Linked DNA regions of Sus scrofa: regions 1 and 3 are each linked to region 2. Evidence: chromatin contacts called from public Hi-C and HiChIP or PLAC-seq data. All regions are on one chromosome and are shown on one strand. The core of a region is the stretch at or near the end of the contact, and the rest is flanking DNA. Distances in the headings are between cores, read along the strand shown.

Evidence for each region. A called contact is a pair of places that touch in the nucleus more often than the background predicts. HiChIP or PLAC-seq counts read pairs in DNA pulled down with a chosen protein or histone mark.
Region 1: a contact with region 2 is called in an H3K27ac HiChIP or PLAC-seq map of alveolar macrophages. The contact joins the promoter of CENPH here to the promoter of MCCC2 in region 2. A contact is called at or near these places in 2 of 5 promoter capture datasets (fetal liver and fetal skeletal muscle) and 1 of 2 datasets of contacts at active chromatin or transcription factors (alveolar macrophages).
Region 3: a Hi-C map of alveolar macrophages shows a contact between it and region 2, with 2.7 times the contacts expected there. The contact joins the promoter of MRPS36 here to the promoter of MCCC2 in region 2. A contact is called at or near these places in 2 of 47 Hi-C or Micro-C datasets (alveolar macrophages and heart right ventricle).

Annotation. Positions count from the first base shown.
Region 1 is chr16:47,351,046-47,355,206 of Sscrofa11.1, forward strand. CENPH (centromere protein H) reads left to right here and starts at 2,274. Exons shown (of 9, transcript XM_003483841.3): 1 at 2,274-2,493. The coding sequence starts at 2,369. It also overlaps the pseudogene LOC102161570.
Region 2 is chr16:47,915,076-47,919,303 of Sscrofa11.1, forward strand. It overlaps MCCC2 (methylcrotonoyl-CoA carboxylase beta chain, mitochondrial), which reads left to right and starts at 2,233. Exons shown (of 17, transcript XM_005672531.3): 1 at 2,233-2,525. The coding sequence starts at 2,397.
Region 3 is chr16:47,384,366-47,388,633 of Sscrofa11.1, forward strand. MRPS36 (28S ribosomal protein S36, mitochondrial) reads left to right here and starts at 2,047. Exons shown (of 4, transcript XM_003134022.5): 1 at 2,047-2,184. The coding sequence starts at 2,143. It overlaps LOC102160395 (a long non-coding RNA gene), which reads right to left and starts at 1,981. Exons shown (of 4, transcript XR_308458.3): 1 at 1,795-1,981.

The DNA.
Region 1 (4,161 bases), core at 1,024-3,523, 560 kb before region 2:
GGGTCAAACTGGAGCTGTAGCTGCCTACCTACAACACAGCCACAGCAGTGCAGGATTCAAGCCACGTCTGCAACCTATACCACAGCTCACCACAACTCCAGATCCTTAACCCACCAAGTGATGCCAGGGATTGAACCTGCATCCTCATGGATACTAATCAGATTCATTTCCTCTGCATCACAACAGGAACTCCTTATAGTCCTTTTTTATCTGGAGTTTATTTTACTGCTTATTTTCTAAGTAAGTTTCTTTTTTGGTCAGACATCTTTTTTTAATTACTCAATGAATTTATTACATTTGTAGTTGTACAATGATCATCACAATCCAATTTTATATGATTTCCATCCCACAACCTAAGCATATCCTTCCACCCCCCAAACTGTCTCCTTTGGAGATCATAAGCTTTTCAAAGTCTGTGAGTCAATATCTGTTCTGCAAAAAAGTTCAGTCTGTCCCTTTTTCAGATTCCACACGTCAGTGAAAACATTCGATGTAGGTGTCTCATTGTCTGAATGCTACGACTTTTTTTCTTTTTTTTTCTTTTGTCTTTTTGCCTTCTCTGGGGCCTCTCCTGGGGCATATGGAGGTTCCCATGCTAGGGGTTGAATCGGAGCTGTAGCTGCTGGCCTACACCACACCCACAGCAACGCAGGATCCGAGCCACGTCTGTAACCTACACCACAGCGCACTGCAATGACGGATCCTTAACCCATTGAGCGAGTCCAGGGATCGAACCGCAACCTCATGTATGGTTCCTAGTTGGATTCGTTAACCACTGAGCCAGGACGGGAACCCCTCCATCTGGTATATTTAATTCATTTTTATAACCTTCAGTTACATTGTTTCTCAAAATGTCATCCCCCAACAGCAACAGCAACATCACTTGGGAATTTGTTAGAAAAGCAAATCAGAATCAGTAGCTTGGAGAGGCACATAGCAATCTGTATTAACTAGTTCTTCCCATGATTCTGATTGGAGAACCACTGCATACTCTTGCTCCAAATTTGGTCACTGATAAGCAGTTGCCCAAAAGGGTGGGACTGATGTGAAAATCGGGAGGACATCCTGGATAAAGCAGTTAGATGAAAGAAGAGGATCATTTTTGTGTGAAAGAAAAAACGAAGCAAAATGCTCCTCCATGAGTTTTGGGAGTAGTGGCCACATTTTACATCCTCCTGTGGCTTTTGAATCTTTTATCAGGACCTGTATTTTGATAATAGAGAGGAAGAAAGGGGAGTGTTCTGTGAATAACTCAAGGGAAACTAGTTATAGAAGGGAATGCTCCGTGCTCTCATTCAAAGAGGTCTGAGCTATTGTGCTTGTGCTGCAAGAACCCTGTCCCTTACATGACTGACCACATTGAAAAACTACAAACCAATCAGGCATTTATACGTTCTGCATTTTCTCCATTACCCAGTCACTACTCAGCTAGGAAAGGGCAACTGAAATCTGTTGCATCACCAAATTGACCCTTGGGGGTACCCAACTCTGTAACCGAGTTCGAATCTTACTGACAGCTGAATTTCAGATTGGAAGTCTGCATTGACTCCTAGAGGGTAGTGGGTATCTTTGATCTTGGGCCACTCGTTTCTCTGCCAAATGAGGGGCCTGGACAAACAAATCTCTACTCGGATGCTTCTCTCTCCTAGTCTGGCCCACACACCCATCATCCAAGGCTGGGGATGGAAGGGGAGTACTAAGAGGGGTCAAAAACGGCTATCCCAGAGTTCCTGTTGTGGCTCAGCGGGTTAACAACTCGACTAGTATCCATGAGGATGCGGGTTCCATCCCTGGTCTGGCTCAGGATCCGGTGTTGCTGCAAGCTGTGGAGTAGATTGAAGATGTGTCTCTGCGGTCTGGCATGACTGTGGTGTAGGCTGGCAGCTTCAGCTCCAATTCAACCCGTAGCCTGGAAACTTCCATTTGCCACAAGTTCGGCCCTAAAAAGACAAAAACAAGAACAACCAATTGGCTATCTCAGAGCCAGTGTTGCAAGAGCACTTATGTTGGAGTTCTCCACTCCAGACCGCGGCTGCCAGATGCCGCCGAGTGCCCCCTTAGCCCAGCACAGCCCTTAGCCTAGCACTGAATTGCGCTAACGCTTAATTAAAGTTCTTTCACTTTTTTTTTCTTTTTCTTTTACTAGTTGTCTGTCAAAGGTTTAACCTACAGAGCCAGAATAAAATAAGAGACATCGGCAACCATAGCAACCAGAGACTGGGGTGGAAAGGGCGGGGCTAGGGGCGGAAGGGGGCGGGACGCAACGACAGTCCAGCCCCTTCCGGGCGTCAATTAAGTGGCGGGAAGAAAGGCGGCCCCTGGCAGGGCTGTGTTAACTCGTCTTCCGTGGTAGTTCTTCGCCCCAAGGATGGAGATGCAGTCCAAGAAGCAAGCCGCAGCTGAGCCCGCGGACTCCGGGGGGGAAGGCAGGCCGCCGCAGGTCGCCGGCAACGATGCGGCGCGTCCCGAGGACCGCATGACCCTACTGCTCAGGTTGTTCCCTCTAGCTAGCTCGGCAGGAACCCATCCAAGCCCAGATAAACTTGAGGGAAGTTGCCCCGCCCTATTCTTTTATAGCTTTGGCCCTTTTCAATCCGGAAGCTTCGTTTGTTGTGAAGAAATTCGTTGCTAGATTTGATGATAAGGGACGTAAATATTCTATCAATGGGAAACTATGGCCCTGGGCCATATCTATCCTACTCTCTGTTTTTCTTTGGCCCCTCAAACTAAGAAAAGTTTTCATGTGTCTAAATGGTTGAGAGGAAGAAATTAGATTTTAGTCCTCTTAAAGTTTTATTGGAACACAACTTTCCTGCTGCAAAGGGCTGAGTTGAGCAGTTAGACCAGACACCATATGAGCCTAAGACATTTGCTGTCTCTTCCTTTACAGAAAAAAAAAATTCAGACTTCTGTTCTAAATCATAACAAGTAATGCTTTTAAAAAATAAGCTTTGTGGAGTTCCCTTATGCAGCAGTGGGTTAAGGACCAGGGATCCAAAAAAAAAAAAAAAAAAAAGCTTTGCTAACCGTGTTTCAGCTTTACTACTGCTTTGAAAGACTGCCTGATAACAGACCTCACAGCCTTACTTTAAGAATTCCCTCTTATCCGAATTCCTGCTGTGGTGCAGTGGGATAAGAATCAGACTGCCAGAGTTTCCGTCGTGGTGCAGCTGGTGCAGCGGAAACAAATCCGAGTAGGAACTATGAGGTTTCAGGTTCGATCCCTGGCCTCGCTCAGTGGGTTAAGGATCCGGTGTTGCTGTGAGCTGTGGTGTAGTTTGCAGGCCAGCAGCTTTAGCTCCAATTAGACTCCTAGCCTGGGAACCTCCATAAGCCACTGGTGTGGCCCTAAAAGCAAAAAAAAAAAAAAAAAAGAATCTGACTGCTGGCTCCTAGTTGCTGCAGAGGCCTGGGTTGCAGCCTCATCCGTTGTGGGTTAAAGGATGTGTGGTACGTCGCATCTGCGATTCAGTCCCTGTCCTGGGAACTTCCATATACCATGGGTGTGGCCATTAAAAAAAAAAAAAAAAAAGTTGCCTCCTACCAGTGCAAAACAGGCTCTCCCAACATGGAGTTTTATAGCCCAGGTCTTACATGAGGGAGTGGTGGGTGCAGGTGAGACTGTTGGCCATGCCCCTTCTTGTGGCCTCTCTGTGCATTCTGTCTCCCCCAACCCCAGCTTTCCCCTGCTCTTCACTCTTGGAAGTTCTTAGGTGAATTGTTTGCCTGCAAGGGGGACCATGTCACTATTCCATTTCTGAGCAAGCCAGCATCATTAAGGCACTTTGGCGGCATCTGGGTTTTCAGAATCACAATATCAACCTTTTGTCTCATGATTATGGGGATATTGTTGCTCAGGAGCTGCTCTATAGGTTCAAGCAGAATTGACCTGATTGGCTTACTGTAAAGAGTCTCTTTGTCAAACAGCAGTTGTATTTACCAGATTCACTGTCCTCTCCTTCGGAAGCTTCTCAGAGGCGGAGGCATGCTGTCACCCATCCCCATGTGATTGATGAACTTTGTATTCTCTCAAGGTCTCATCCCAGTCTTCAGGCCATTAACCCACCTTCTGAGAGTGAGTTTGGGGGCCTGTGGGCAGGGATAGGCAACAATGATGGGAATTTAAGTTATCAACAGTCTTTTACAGTTTATCAAAGAAAG
Region 2 (4,228 bases), core at 983-3,482:
CAGGCTGGGGATCAAACCTGTTCCTCTGAAATGACCCAAGCCACCATAGTCAGATTTTTAACCCACTATGCCATAGTGGGAACTCCCATATATCTTCTAGTTGAATTGAAGGTAGGATATGAATTATTTTTTTGTTAGTTCTATGCTTTGGCATCCTTTTTTGGGGGGGGGGGCACACATGTGGCTAATGGAGGTTTCCAGGCTAGGGGTCAAATCAGACCTACAACTGATGGCCTACGCCACAGCCACAGCAACATCAGATCCGAGCCATGTCTGGGACTTAAACCTCAGCTCATGGCAACACCAGATGTATACTAAGGATAAAAAGCAAAAAACAAAAACAAATGAAAAAAACACTGAACAAACCTAGAAGGAAACTAACCTTAACATCATAAGAGCCACATGGGGAAAACCCACAGCAAATATCATACTTAATGGTGAAAAATTGAAATCTTTTCCTCTAAGATCAGTAACAAGCTAAGGATGTCCACTTTAACCATTTTAATTTGATATAGTACTAGAAATTCTAGCTGGAGCAATTAGGTAAGAATGAGAAATAAAAGGCATTTATATTGGAAAGGATAAAGTAAAATTATAACAGTTCACAGATGATTTATTACATGCAGGAAGCCCTAAAGATTATGTACACACACACACAATTAGAACTAATGAATTCTGCAAAAGAGCAGTACACAGTTAAAAATTGAGGGTTTTTTTGTCTATTTTTTTTTGTCTTTTTAGGGCCGCACCTGCAGCATATGGAGTTTCACAGGCTAGGGGCCCAATTGGAGCTGTAGCCATCCCTCTACGCCAGAGCCACAGCAACAGTGGATCTGAGCCACGTCTGTGACCTACATCACAACGCTGGATCCTTAACCCACTGAGCTAGAACAGGGATGGAACCAGTGTCCTCATGGATGCTAGTCCGGTTCATAAACTGCCGAGCCACAATAGGAACTCCTGCATTTAAATATGCTAATAATGAACAACCTGAAAAGGAAACTACAAAAGCAATTACAAAACAATAGGCAAAATAATCTTGAAAAAGAAGAACAAAGCTGGAAGACTCACACTTAATAATTTAAAAACTTATTACAAAGCCACAGCTATAAAAATTATGTGGTACTGGTATACAGACAGACATACAGACCAATGGAATCAAATAGAAAGTCCAGAAAAAAACCATTGCATGCGAAATAATTTTTGATAAAAAATTTTTTTTTTGACAAGGGAGCCAAAGACTATTCAATGGGGAAAGGACTGTCTCTTCATGTTGTTGGGAAAACTTGGTACCCATATACTAAGGAATTTAGCCAGGCCTTTATCTAACATCATGTATAAAACTAATTGAAAATGTCTCAGACTTAAGTGGACTAAATAAGATTTTTTCTCATTGTCCAGTGGATAAGAAGCCCAGATTTGTTATAGGCAAAGTTTTAGAAATGTTATAATCCTATATAAAACATATATAAAATATGTACATCCAAGTTGTAATTTATCACTCTTAGAGTTTTTAATTTACTTGTTCATGATCTCTGTGCTTTATAAAGGAGGGCACTGTGCCTGTTCTCCACTGTATCCCCAGCTCCCGAAGAGCACCTGACAGAAGACACCTAAGAAATACTTGTTGGAGTTCCCGTCATGGCTCAGTGGTTAACGAATCCAACTAGGAACCATGAGGTTGCGGGTTCGATCCCTGACCTTGATCAGTGGGTTAAGGATCCGGCGTTGCTGCGAGCTGTGGTGTAGGTTGCAGACGCGGCTCGGATCCCCCGTTGCTGTGGCTCTGGCGTAGGCTGGCAGCTACAGCTCTGATTAGACCCCTAGCCTGGGAACCTCCATATACTGAGGGAGCGGCCCAAGAAATGGCAAAAAGACAAAAAAAAAAAAAAAAAAAAGAAAAAGAAATACTTGTTGAATGGATGAATAAAGAGTTTAATTTCTTAGGGCAGCTTGTTCAGTGTCCAGCTCTCATATAAGATAAGCTTTTTCAAGTCCCGCAATGTCCTTTCTGTCTGCAGGAGAAGAAGAAAATGGTGCATAGCAAAAGAGCTGAGACCGACTGAAAGGAAACCTAGCCCAGCTCTCAACTCTCAGCTCAGCGTCTTAGGAGGCGCGTCTCCACAGGCTCGCGATACGACAGGCCTCGTGGGCTGCACCCCTGTCCCTTATTGGCTGAGTTGGGGGGCGTGGGGCTCAGGCCGACCAATCACGGACGGCGTGCGTCAGCACGTGCGGAGGTCGACTTGAGAATCTGGGAGGTTTCAGGCGAGTTAGGGCTGCCTGGAGCGGAGTGGAGCTGTGGCCTCGAGACGGGGAGTTGAAGGGGGAAGCTTGGGCTCCGAATCGGCGCAGGCGGCTCTCACGCGTTCCTTCCTGCCTTTGTGCCCGCTGCCATGTGGGCTACCCTGAGGTTGGCCCTGAGGCCGTGCGCCCGCGTCCCTGTCTCCACGCTGCGCGCCTATCATGGGGCTTCCGTGGTCGCACTGGGCACTCAACCAGACTCTAGCTCTGCCATCTACCAGGTAAGGCTGGGTGAGCGGCCTGGAGGACCTAGCCTGAGTCAGTGATTCGTCTTCCACTTGTCCTCCAGGGCCGGACCGACGGGCCGAGGCACTGGCTGGACTGGGAAGCGGGTGGAGGATGGGCTCACTTTAACAGCGGCTGCTTTGTTCTCTGGATCCCATCAGGATTCTGGGACGCGCTAGGGATTCCTGAAGTTTGCAAGAGAAAATCAGATACATTTTAGTTCCCTTTTAGCAGTGGTACTGTATTTTGTATCTTTACCATCAGTTGTTCTCAAAACCTGGTTTAGCAATTGTCACCTGGAAATTTGTTCGTAGTACAGCTGCCTTAATCCTCACCCTGGATCTTTTTGGTCTCCGGGGTGGAGTCCTAGTGTTTGCATAGTTAATGAAGTTGGGGGGGGGGGGCTTGGTGGCTGTCAGGTTTGGGAACCACTGGCCTAGCACAGCTCCCCCTGGCTTGTGCTTCCCAGACTTTAAATAGTTGGTTATGTTAATAGAATAGAATGGTCTATGTTAAGACCATTTATGTGTCTCAAATGGTCTTTCTTGGACTTGGGAGGCATCACAAGGTTATAGAGACAACTCCTGGTTTGTGAAATATCAGAGCTGGAAATTTTCAGTCTCTCTCATGGTTTCTAAGCCTACACAGATAACATTAAATTGTGCAGGAGTTCCTGTCGTGGCTCAGTGGTTAACAGATCCGACTAGGAACGAGAGGTTGCAGGTTTGATCCCTGGCTTCGCTCAGTGGGTTAAGGATCCCGGCGTTGCTCCGATTAGACCCCTAGCCTGGGAACCTTCATATGCCATGGGTGTGGCTCTAGAAAAGACAGACAAACAAAAAAACAAAAATTAGGAGTTCCCGTCGTGGCGCAGTGGTTAACAAATCCGACTAGGAACGATGAGGTTGCGGGTTCGGTCCTGCCTTGCTCAGTGGGTTAAACGATCCGGCATTGCCATGAGCTGTGGTGTAGGTCACAGACGCGGCTCGGATCCCGCGTTGCTGTGGCTCTGGTGTAGGCCAACAGCTACAGCTCCGATTCGACCCCTAGCCTGGGAACCTCCATATGCCGTGGGAGCGGCCCAAAGAAATAGAAAAAAGACAAAAAAAAACCCCCAAAAAAACCCCACAACATTAAATTGTGCAAATAACTTTCAGTTAAGACATTTAAAATAATTCCTGCCTTTAGGAAAACAGTAAGGTTGAAAGAAAAGCAGCAGGCTGAGGCAGAAACAGTATCCAATGAGGGCTTCCAAAAGTCTTGTAATTTCCTGGGATCAGGAGAGAACATTTAATTCAGAAACATTGGGTGGTTACTGTGGTCTAGGCACTATTTTAGGTGTATAGTATAGATGTATAGGAATGGGATCCTAATTTTGTGGGGGAGATAGACAAAAAAGCAGTGCATCATGGTAAGTGGTGTCTAAAGCTTAATAAGGTGGTGTATGGAAAGCTGCAGATAGGAAGTCATATGTGAGTTGGCTCTCAAGCTGGGTAATAAGTGACCAGGCTCAGGATGGGGAAGTTCTCTGGTGGCCTAGCGATTAAGGATCCGGCGTTGTCACTGCTGTGGCGGGATTTTGATCCCTGCCCTTTGGGACTTCTGTATGTGGTGGGCGTGGCCAAAAGTAAAATAAAAATAAGGATGGAGGATGGGAGGCAACTACAAACTATACAAATTAAAGGAGTCGGAGTCATGA
Region 3 (4,268 bases), core at 797-3,296, 530 kb before region 2:
GTCTATGACTTACACCACAGCTCACGGCAACGCCGGATCCTTAACCCACTGAGCAAGGCCAGGGATTGAACCCGCAACCTCATGGTTCCTAGTTGGATTCGTTAACCACTGAGCCAGGACGGGAACTCCTGATATTTTAATATTATAAAATATATTTTAAAATATAAAATATTTTAATATTTTAAGGGGCAATTTGTATTTCTTTTCTGTATTTTTTTGGGGGGAGGTTGGCTGTACCCATGGCACATGGAAGTTCCCAGGCCAGATCCTTAACTGCCTGTGCCACGGCAGTGACAATGCTGGGTCCTTAACCCGCTGAGCTACCAGGGAACTCCTGTATTTCTTCTCTGTAATCTGCCTGTTCATGTGCTTTGCCCATTTAGCCACTTTATCAATCTGATTTTATTTTTTGCTTTTTATGGCCACATCTGTGACATATGAAAGTTCCCAGGCTAGGGGCTGAACTGGAGCTGCAGCTGCCATCCTTGCCACAGACACAGTAATGCAGGATGCAGGCTGCATCAGTGACCTATGCCACAGCTCACAGCAATGCTGGATCCTTAACCCACTGAGCAAGGACAGAGATCAAAGCCGAATCCTCTCAGATACCATGTTGGATTCTTTTTCTTTTTTTTGTCTTTTTTAGGGTCACACCCTTCGCATATGAATTAGAGCTGCAGCTGCCAGCCTACACCACAGCAATGCAGGATCCCAGTGGAGTCTGCAACCTACACCACAACTCACCGCTAAGCCACAACTATCTGGTTTTAGAATATGTACTCCTAAAACAAGCTTTGAAAGTTTTTTTTTTTTTTGGATAAGCCCAAAGCATGTGGCAGTTCCTTGGGCCAGAGATCGAACGCATGCCACAGCATTGACCCAAGCTGCAGCAGTAACAACACCTGAATCCTTAACCTGTGCCACAAGAGAACGCTTGAAAGCTTTTTTAAAAATAGATTTCTGGGAGCTCTCTGCTGTGGCACAGGCAGTTAAGGATCTGGCGTTGCTGCAGTTGTGGCATAGGTCACAGAGGCTGCTTGGATTTGATCATTGACACAGGAACCTCCTCATGCTTTGGGTGCAGCATAGAAAGAAAAAAAGATTTCTGCTCTCCTCCATAGACATACTGAATCAGAAGGACCCATATTTAGGCTCAGTAACTTCTAGATTTAGAAACCACTAATCTAGATCATTAAACAAATTTGTCACTCTATTTACAATAATGTAAGTTTACATTAGCTACAAGGTTAAGTGGTTGCAACATATTGCGTGTTAATTTTTTAACATTGTAAGTACTAATATTTACCTTACAATTTAATATAACTTGGGGGAATGATATGGATGGCTCATGCTTCAAAAAGAAAAACTTGAACTTTTGAATTTTCTTAAATTTGAAGCAAGCAGCAGTTTAATATCAGAACTAACGGTAGAGAAAGCAAGCAGAATACCAAATCAGGCAATGCTAATAAGCAAAGGAATAAGAGGTGGCCTACTACAGACCTGGAACTGACCACTCTTTCTGAGCTTGCTACTTATTCCTAAATTTTAACAAGATTGTTCATTTTATTTTATTTTTATTTTTTTGTCTTTTTACCTTTTTAGGGCCTCTCCTATCCCAGGCTAGGGACCTACGCCAGCCTACGCCAGCGCCACGGCAACGCCGGATCCTTAACCCACTAAGCAAGGCCAGGAATCGAACCTGAAACCTCATGGTTCTTAGTTGGATTCGTTAACCACGACGGGAACTCCCAAGATTGTTCATTTTAGGAAGCCACAAGAATTTATATTACTTACTTGGTTTCAGATTAAATTTTGGACTATACTGAAATTGGAAACTGGCTATCCGCAGAGGAACTGTTCCTAAATCACTCACTGGCTGATGAGCAAAATATATCCAACACCGCAAACCTCCAGCGGCAAAACGAAACAATGGAAAACACGTGGATCAGTTTCTACGCGGGAAGGAGGAAGGGCGGGGGCAGGCACAAAGGGGTGGAGCTAGCTCCAACGTGGAGGCGGGTCCGGCTCGAGCGCCCGCTCCTCCTCAGTGACGTCACTTGCAGGGCCCGCCCCCAGCCGCCCAGGACTCCTGATATAGCCGCTGCTAGCTAGTGCTCCGGAAGCTGCCCCTCCTCGGGGGTCATGATGGGCAGTAAGATGGCGTCTGCCAGCAGGGTCGTTCAGGTAAGGCGATTCGGTCGCTTTTCCGCGCCATGGGCGGTAGGGGTGGTGCTGAGGATAGCAACGGCGCTGAGGAGGAAAGGCGGTGGCGGAATCTGCGCCGTGACCACGGCCCTAGATAGGGCCTGCAGCGGCGCCCCTGGGGTGTGTGTGAGAATTGGACCTTGAGCTCGTTGGGTCGGGCATTGAGCCGGGCACTGGAGCCGAGAATCGAGTCAGGCCGCGAGAGTGCATCTTCCCAGGTAGGCCCGTCGCTGCTCCAAAGTCCCTAGACTGCACTCCACTAGGACCTCGTTAGCCTCTTAGGAGTCTGCAGCCTTGGCTGCCTTGGCAATAGCGTGGCCAATCGGCGACTAGTGTTATCCGTGTTGTAGCAGATCAGCCAATCGGAAGGAGGGCGGTAGCGGTGACTGAAAGGAAGCGAAGCTGGCATCTGACCCAGTGTCCCTTCAAGGTCTTGGGAATGGCCGGGGAACTGGCCCCACCTGCTGTGTCCTTGCCCGGGGCGGTATCTCCCCCCACCAGTGCCCCCGGCAGTCCTATCGTCTGGTTACAGGCCGGAATGGGGGGGGGGCTGTAAAAAAATGTATATATTTATCTTTTAATATATGCCTTAGTGTTGGTTTCCTAAGCTTTTTTACCCCTGAGTTTAGATTGGTGCTAGAGGAACTTTATAGTTACTCCACACATCAGTTACTGACTCCTGATAGCTTTTGTATTTGCTTCTCCAGCTGTGGTCTCTAGTTTAAATAGGAAGGGTAAAATTGGCATATAAAGGACCACAGCCTCCACTTCTGCGGTTTCTTTACGTGATCTTTTTCAACTCTTAAAAGTGTATTAGTGTATGATTAACTTTTAACTTTGATATGAGAAGTTCATTTCTCTTTGCAAAAATACTTGCCTTAAAAGACTCTTAAAGTTATTTCACTCTGAAGGGTAATCCTGCATCCCAATCCTTAGCCTCTTTGCATTGAATGGTCCTCACTTAGTCGTTGAATGGGTAGTTATTGAGCACTTGCTAATTAAAGACGCTGGGAGGACAGGAGACCATCTGACAAGAGACTAGTATCCATAATAGATAATCACATATTCCCATGGCATATAGCCCAATTTTTTTTTTTTTTTTTGCCTTTTTGCCTTAGGGACCTCCATATGCTCCCGCGCGGCATATGGAGGTCCCCAGGCTAGGGGTCTAATCAGAGCTGTAGCCACCGGCCTACGACAGAGGCACAGCGCGCGGGATCCGAGCCGCGTCTGCAACCTACACCACAGCTCAGGGCAACACCGGATCGTTAACCCACTGAGCAAGGCCAGGGATCGAACCCACAACCTCATGGTTCCTAGTCGGATTCGTTAACCACTGTGCCAGGGCGGGAACTCCCCAATTTTTAAAATGGGTAAAAAAGGTTGATATTGCTCAAAAGAAGATATCTAAATGAGCAATAACCCTATGAAAAGATCCTCAACATCATTACTTGCCAGGAAAATACAAATTCAAACCGGAAAATACTACTACACACACCAAAATTATTTAAAAGACTGACAGTACCAAGTGGTTATGAGAACATGAAACCCCTGAAGCTCTCATACACTGCTGGTAGGACTATAAAATGGTACAGCCCTCTGGAAAACTGTTTTGTCATTCTCTAGTACTAAACATACCTGCTCTGTGTCCCAGCAGTACTACTTAAAGGTTTATACCCCAGAGAAATGAATGCATATACCTAGAAAAACACTGTATAAAAGTGTTCATGCTTGCTTTATTCATAATAACACCCAATCCAAAAAATATCCAAATGTCCATAAGCAAGATAAATTGTGGTAGAGTTGTTAAAATGGAATAGTACACAGTAGTAATAAACGACTAACTACTGATATATGCAAATTAAAAAAAGATATTATGAAATACACAATAAGGAACCATCTGACTCCTTTTAACAGAACTGCAAAGACTTGTATTCACATTCATAATACAAAGCAGTATGTGGTGGTGTTATGTAATAATTACACTTTAGCAAAATATATTTAGTATTTCTGTGGCAGGCCTACACTGCTGGGACTGCAGTGCCAACAAGGTAATATATGGT